2 separate regions of the Mus musculus genome follow, and region 2 is linked to region 1. The links are chromatin contacts, called in public promoter capture Hi-C maps. All regions are on one chromosome and are shown on one strand. Each heading gives the region's core, a stretch centred on a gene start, on an enhancer-like site or on the middle of the called end of the contact. The rest is flanking DNA. Distances are from core to core; before and after follow the strand shown. Region 1 overlaps Dot1l (DOT1-like, histone H3 methyltransferase (S. cerevisiae)). Region 2 holds the start of Mfsd12 (major facilitator superfamily domain containing 12).

Region 1 (3,633 bases), core at 663-3,162:
GTCTGGGAAAACCTCAGTTGTTTGTTTCCCCTGCCATGGTGGGGATGGAGCCAGCTCACATATGTGCAGCCTCTGAGCTGCTTGCTACCTCCTGTGAGATGGGACTTGGGACGTCTCTGTGTCCCCCATCTTCCCTTCACTAGTCCCCACCTTTGGATTGGAGAAAGATGGGAGTTTGTAAGGACTATGAGTAGGACCTCCTTCCTGTGACACCAGCAGACACATGGTGCCAGGGCAGCTGCCTGTTGGGATGGATCTGCAGCCTTTTTTCTGAAGCATCCTGTGGTTCCTGTAATAGTGGACATAGATTACTGGGGAAAGCCCTGGCAGACCATAGAGACTGGACTCATAGATTGCCATTCAATGCCACAGGTGGAGGCAGTGGAAGCAGTGGGACTTACAAGCCAGCCGGGGCCGTAAAGAGGCCAGTTAAGTTGGGTATAGTGCTAGCCTGGGGACCTGAGTACATCTCTGGAAGCCATGTGAATGAAGATGGAAGGAGGGGACTGGCTACAGATTTCCTTTGATCTCTTATGTGTGCTATGGTACACATGTCACCCCATCTTGTGCATCTACAAGTACATACATACCTAACCTAAGAAGGCCCACCCACACCCTTGCCAACTGTCTAAGCCTCCAGGAAGCTCTTTTGGTGGAAGAGTGTATCTGGCTGGAGTGGAACCCAGCAGAACTTGTGAGGCAGAGGCAGGAGCATCACTATAGTTTTGAGGCCAGCCTGGTTTGCCCCTTGGTATACATAGTGAGTTCAGGACAGTCAAGGCTGTGTAGAAAAATCCTGTCTGGGGGCGGGGTGGGGCGGGGTGTTATATCCCAAGCTGGTCCCTCCCCCAGAGTTTTTTTTTTTTTTTTTTTTAATTATGTTTGTGTGTGGTTGATTTGTCAGGTACACACATGCCACAGCATATGGTGGGGGCAGAGGGCAGCTTTGTGAAATTGCTTCTCCTCCTTGTGTAGGCTACAGGATTGAACTTGGGTTGTTGGTTCTGTGCCACAGTTGCTTTTACCCACTGAGCCATCTTGCCAGCTCCCTCCCCATCTTGGGGAAAGGTCCCATTATGTAGCCCAGACTGGCCTTGAATTAGAAATTTTTATGCCTCAGCCCCACCCAATGTGCTGGATTGGCTGGCTTGTACCACTGAGCCTGTCTAATATTTTGCTTTTTACCATAATATATGAATTTATTTCTTTTCCAAGTGCCAACACTGACCTTGGCCTCAAAATCTGTGATTTCTCAATAGCTCCTCATGAACTTGCACAGTAACATTCACACACACACACACACACACACACACACACACACACACACACTCCAGAGAGCGTCGTGCTGAGGCCAGCAACACCTCTGTGTTCCATTTCAGGTGGGTCTGCGAGGAAATCCCAGATCTCAAGCTGGCCATGGAGAACTATGTCCTGATCGACTACGACACCAAAAGGTGAGCAGGAAGGGATGGAGCAGGCTGTGGGCTGCACCTACCCCGCTGCCTACACCCTTGCTACGCTTCCTTCGGGAAGCTCTTTTGGTAGAAGAGTGTATCTGGCTGGAGGAGTGAGGCAATCACTGGGAACTCCTACACTGTACACATTGAATTGATATGTGGGAAATTACCAGGGCTGGTGAGAGAGCTACTGGCCGTTTTAACAGCAGGTCCTGCCAGCGCTATGTTGATGGGCCTCCACCTTGCCACCATAGGTGCTGGGTGAGGCCAATCCTTGCCCCCACCTAGGTAGGCCTTCTGTGCAGAGTGGGCGGAGAAGCAAAGGCATCCCTGGAATGCTGCCTGGAGCCAGGTTTGTTTTTCTTTGAGAAAGAATAGCCCAGGCTCTACCTCCTGCTCAGAGCCTGCCTAAAAAAGCTTTGCTTGACCTATGACCTGATTATTAGAAAGGATTCCTGCCAGCCTTAGTGACACTGGGACAGGACAGTCCTACAGTCCACTGGCTGGGCCCCTTGCCCTCTGACTAGCAACTGGGTGTAAGTGGACTCGAGCTCACTGCTGACCCAAGGCAGGAGCCTGTGTCCTTATAGAGTTGGAATTAACTTCAGCCCTCTATCTCACTTCCTCTGTGAAGCTCCTGGACCCCAGGAAACGACTTTTTTCATGTGAGGAACCCACCCAGAACCCTGCAGTGGGACCCTCCACCCCTCTGGTCGTCGAGTAGGCTTTCTTACCTTACCTGGTGTGACCTCAAACTCCTGGGGCTCGCATGACCCAAATTCCAAGTAGCTGGGACTGTAGTTGTGTGTGCCAACACCTCGCCCTGCTTTGGCTTTTCCCGGTTCAGGGATGCCATGCTCTGTTCTGTGGCTGCAGCTGTCCTGGGTTCCTTTTAAGAGAAAGAAAGGTGGGCTGGTGAGATGGCTCAGTGGGTAAGAGCACCCGACTGCTCTTCTGAAGGTCCGGAGTTCAAATCCCAGCAACCACATGGTGGCTCACAACCATCTGTAACAAGATCTGACACCCTCTTCTGGAGTGTCTGAAGACAGCTACAGTATACTTACATATAATAAATAAATAAATCTTTAAAAAAAAAAAAAAGAGAGAAAGAAAGGTGTAAGACACATGATTGGGGCCAGTCCAGGTTCATACTGTAACACACCAGAGTGCTGGGGCATCAAGTGGCATTGTGTGACTCCCTCACATGGGGAGGAAGCTGTCTGTGTGTCTTAGTGTTCCAGAGCATCCTGTCCCCAGCATTAGTCTCCTCCTGGGCATTTAGGGTATCCCTGAACATAGGGGGTGTGGAGTAGCACTCTCATCCCTAGAACTGTGCTTCTGCTACTTGGCGGTCAAAGTACACAGGGGTCTTCTCAAAGAAACCAAGAAATTAAGGGGTCCTGCCCCAGGCCTGTCCAAAAGCCAGATACCCCTGCACCTGGTCCTGGCTGATGGTGGCCTGGAGTCCAGAAATTGGCAGGGCCTCCACTGCCCAAGCAATCCAAGGCACTATGCCTGCTTGCCTCCTTTTTAAACGGCTCCATTTATTTTTACTTTGAGTGTGAACGTTTGCCCATTTGTTTGTCTCTACAACATATGCAGGCAGTACCCACAGGGGCCAGAAGAATCCCCTGGAGCTGAAGCTATAGCTGGTTGTGAGCCTCTTTGTGGGTGCTGGGAACAGAACCTGAATACTCTTGCAGAGGTAGCCATTGCTGTCATTGCTATACTAGGCTGTCTCACATGTTCCAACTTCGTTTTCTTTTTTGGAGACAGGTTTCACTGTATAGCCCTGGCTGGCTTGAACTTGTAACATTGTCCATCTCTGCATCTTTCCACCTCCTGAGAGCTGGAGTTGTCAGTGTGGGCCAGTGCCCCATCCTGTTGTCTCACATGCTCCTTACAGCTTAGAGAGGAGAGCCTAGTCTCTCTACCTTCTACCTCATTTGAGATGACTTCTTAATTTTGAATGCTGCACATGCCAACCCTGCCCCCTTCTTCCTTAGAAGGATGGAGAACTCAGGACCTCATTCTGCCCTGCTTTTGGTAGGTTCTCAGGACTCAAACCCAGGACCTCATACTTAGTTAGAAACAAGCACACTAGCTGCTGAAACTATCTCCCCAGCCCTCGCCTAGGTCATAGTTATGACATGCTCTTAAAGTTCCTCATCTAAGT
Region 2 (3,633 bases), core at 322-2,821, 590 kb after region 1:
TACGTAGCCTTGGCTGTCCGTCCTGAAACTTACTAAGTAGAGTAGGTTGCTCTCAAACTTAGAGATTGCCTCTGCCTCTGCTTCTGCCTCTCTGCCTCTCCTCTGCCTCTCTGCCTCTCTCTGCCTGCCTCTCTCTGCCTCTCTCCGCCTCTCTGCCTCTCTGCTTCTCTGCCTCTGCCTCTGCCTCTAGTATGCTGAAACTAAATAAAGGGCCACCACACCGGGCTCACACACATTGCTGGGAGCACAGACTGCTCATAGGCAAAGGAAAGACCAGTCCATTTGGGACTTAGGGGTTCAGATCCAGCCTGCGTGTCTCTGAATGCCCCGGAGGAAGATGTACAGTGATACAGACAGGTAACCCCACCATCAAGCGGCTATGACACAGGCCTGCCATTCAGTACTCAGGAGGTGGGGGCAGCAGAATCAGGAGTTCAAAGCCAGCCTCGTTTACAGAGCTGAGCTTGAGGTCAGTTGGGGGGAAAAAAGGAATAAAATGTCAGGAGGAGGGGATAGGAGGACACTTGTCTCATGTGTCTCATGATCTGGGCCTGGAATTGTGTGGGGGTGTTCGGCACCTGTGTCTCTGAGTCACCAGGCCAACAGAGGCCTGACTTCCCCTTTCTTTGAGTGTGTTCCACAAAACCACCCAGTAAGTAGGAGTGAAACACAGGCGTCTGCCACGTGGGGCTCCTGGCACTAGCAGCCCTCATTAAAGACTAGCCTGTATTTTGATGTTCTGCCCAGCTATTCTCTGTAATTAATAATTAATTAGCACTAATATGTCCTGTAAGTGCCTCACTATGTATGTCTGGAAGTTTATGGGATCACCCCGGTGTGTTCTCATTCTGGCCCCTTCTGCAGGGAGCACGCGCGGGAGTGAGCACCAGCCTCCAGCTGCAGGCTAGCTGGGGCCCAAGGCAGAGTGTGGGTGAGTGACAGACATCTGGGCGCCCTTCACTAAGCCAGGCCCGAAATCCCATCAATCCTCGAGGCTAAGGTTGGAGAATTGATAGTTCAAGGACGGCCTAGGTTGTAGAGGGACTTCAGGGCTAGCCTGGATAGCTAGTGGGACCCTGACTGAAAACAGAATATTAAAGGCGTGATTTGTGGATGCAACCCCGCACCCATGGAGTTCCAGAGGGAGGCAGAAGGATCAGAAGTCTAAGGTTATCCTCAGCTGCGTTCTGAGCTTGAGGGTGGCCTGGGCTACATGAGACCCTGTCTCAAAAGAAAAAGCTTTCAGGTTGTGAAAGGACAAATTCAGTGACTCCCAGCACTGTGGAGGTGGAGCCAGAACCATGGGGAGTTCGAAGTTGTCTTTTGCTAAGCAGAAATGTCAAAGCCTGCGCTACAAGATACCCTTTGTTACAAGAAGAAACAAAACTTTTTTCTTTAGTCAAACAAATTAAAACACGAAGAAAGTAAAATAGAAACGAACTGCTATGATAAAAGTCGGAGCCGCAGAGGGCGGCGTTAGGGCCGCGGGAGTGCGTCGGACAGAGGCCACGCCTCCTCTTGCTGATTGGGCGCCGGGCCGAGACGCGCGGCTCCGGTTGGCGAGCGTGGCCGTTGCTCCGAGGCTCCGCCCTGTTGAGGCGGCTCCCGGGAGCGGCGGCAGCGTAGCCGCGCGGGTAGCGCGGGGCGGCAGTGTGGGGCGGTGGGGTTTGCGGCCGCGATGTCGCCTCCGTCGGACGACGCAGGCCCGGGGCCGCCGCGGACGCTGTCCCTCGCCGCGCGGCTGAGCTTCGCGGTCGGCCACTTCCTCAACGACCTGTGCGCCGGCATGTGGTTCACCTACCTGCTACTATTCCTGCACTCCGTGCGCGGGTACAGCTCGCGGGGCGCGGGGCTGCTGCTGCTGCTGGGCCAAGTGGCCGACGGGCTCTGCACGCCGCTCGTGGGCTACGAGGCGGACCGCGCCTCCTGCGTGCGCTGTGGGCCCCGCAAGGCCTGGCACCTAGCGGGTGAGCCTTTCCCTGCCCTGACTGTCGTCCTGTGTCCGTCTTCCCCTCTAACCGTCGTCCTGTGTCCGTCTTCCCCTGTGGTTGTCATCCTGTGTCATTCCTCCCCTCTGAATGCCGCCCTGTGTCCGTCCTCTCCTGTGGTTGTCGCCCTGTGGAAGTCCTCCCCTCTGACTGTCATCCTGTGTCCCTCTTACCCTCTGCTCCCCAGTGTCTCATCTCCCCGTTTTTGTCACTCTTGTGTCTGTCTGTCCTCTCTCTCCCGCTATATCCTATCCTCTCCGCTGACTGCCATCCGTGGGCCAGTCCTGTTCCCTCTACCTTTTCAGGATTCTGTACCCTGTCTTTAGTCTTACAGCTCTGCCCCCCCCCCCCCAGTCCCCTTCCCTGACTATCATCCTGTGTCCTGTGTTCCTCCTGCTGCCCACCCACTTCATTCTGTTCGCCTGTGGCTCCTGTCTGGGGTGGCCCAGCATGTAGTCCCCAGCAGCTCTCTCATTTGGTGTAGACAGTTGGAGAGGTTGGCCCTGGGGTTGTAGCCCCTCCCTGGGGAATTCCTGGAAGGCTCCGTCCCTTTGCCTGGGGTAGGGGTTGCAGAACCAGCCCCGCCCCTAGATGACATTTTTTCAAGACAGCAGTGGCCCAGTGGCATCTGCCAGCCTAGGGGCTGGAATTTCTAGTTTCTCAGGATCCAGGAAGAATCCGGGCTTCAAGGCACAGCCTGCACACCTGTCACCATATTCAAAAGCTGAAGCAGGGGGATGACTGTTTCATTGAGTCTCCAAAAATGGAAAGAAATACTCAGAAGGGCTTATGTTTGCCAGGAGATACCAGGCCAGCCTGACTTTGCACAGGCCTGGGTCCCTTCACAGTGGGACAGACAGGAGATGTTCCCAGGCTGGCCTCCGAGTCAGATCCCTGGCCTTCTGGGTGCTGGGATTAACATCTTGCACCATTTTGAGTCTCATAGGAAACCCAGAACTAGACAGAACTCTCGGGTTAACTGAGGCCCAGAGAGACCAGTCCAAGCATCTGGAGATGACCAGCCTGACCCTGACTAGGCCAATGGTTAACTAGGCTTAGAAACAGTGGGTGTGGTTTGGTCATGAGATTGAATCCACAGTGCTTGGGCCCCCTGAAGATCTGCCCTGTGAGGGTTGTTTCATTTCTCAATCCAAGGCATATTATGTGGTGAAGTCACCTCTGGGCAGGAAAGGGAAGTTGGAAGCCCAGTGCTAGGCAGGGGCTCAGAGACCTTTTCACAGGGTTCTCTGTCTCATGGGGCCTCAAGTTAATCCTCTTAAAACTGGTGTGAGCCAGGCTGGGAAAAAAAAAAAGTGTGAAAGGGTTGGAGCCCTGGCTGCCATCCCATACCCCACAAATCCTGTACTCAGGAGACTGAGGCAGGAGGATCAGGAGTTCAAGGGCAAGCCTGGGCTATGTGGTGCCATCGCCTTCCCTCCAGAGAGTGATAATATCCCCCTTAAGCTGCAGAGAGACCACTGTGATAAACCCACCTGGGGACTCAGTGTCCCCAGTCCTGGCCTGGTTGCTTAGGATGTAGGAAGAACTTGGAGTAACTGCACCCACCCATGGAGCCTGCCGTCTGCTGGGCAAGTCCAGCTCAGAGGAGGGGGTGTGAGGAGCCCAGGGGCTGCTGACACCTTCG

The links. Promoter capture Hi-C pulls out the DNA fragments that hold promoters and counts their contacts.
Region 2: a promoter capture Hi-C map of liver shows a contact between it and region 1. The contact joins the promoter of Mfsd12 here to the enhancer-like site in region 1. A contact is called at or near these places in 3 of 39 promoter capture datasets (liver, neutrophils and pre-B cells) and 2 of 115 datasets of contacts at active chromatin or transcription factors (memory CD8 T cells and pancreatic cancer cells).

What each region holds. Positions count from the first base shown.
Region 1 is chr10:80,764,784-80,768,416 of GRCm38.p6, forward strand. It overlaps Dot1l (DOT1-like, histone H3 methyltransferase (S. cerevisiae)), which reads left to right. Exons shown (of 28, transcript NM_199322.2): 3 at 1,380-1,454. Among named protein-coding and RNA genes, the nearest start is that of Dot1l, 11 kb to the left of the region's middle. Within about 2 kb of position 1,913, at least 57 of the 459 cell types and tissues checked have an H3K27ac peak or open chromatin away from gene starts, as enhancers often do. A contact at or near this core is called in liver, where this site is marked.
Region 2 is chr10:81,355,920-81,359,552 of GRCm38.p6, forward strand. Mfsd12 (major facilitator superfamily domain containing 12) reads left to right here and starts at 1,572. Exons shown (of 10, transcript NM_028657.4): 1 at 1,572-1,967. The coding sequence starts at 1,679.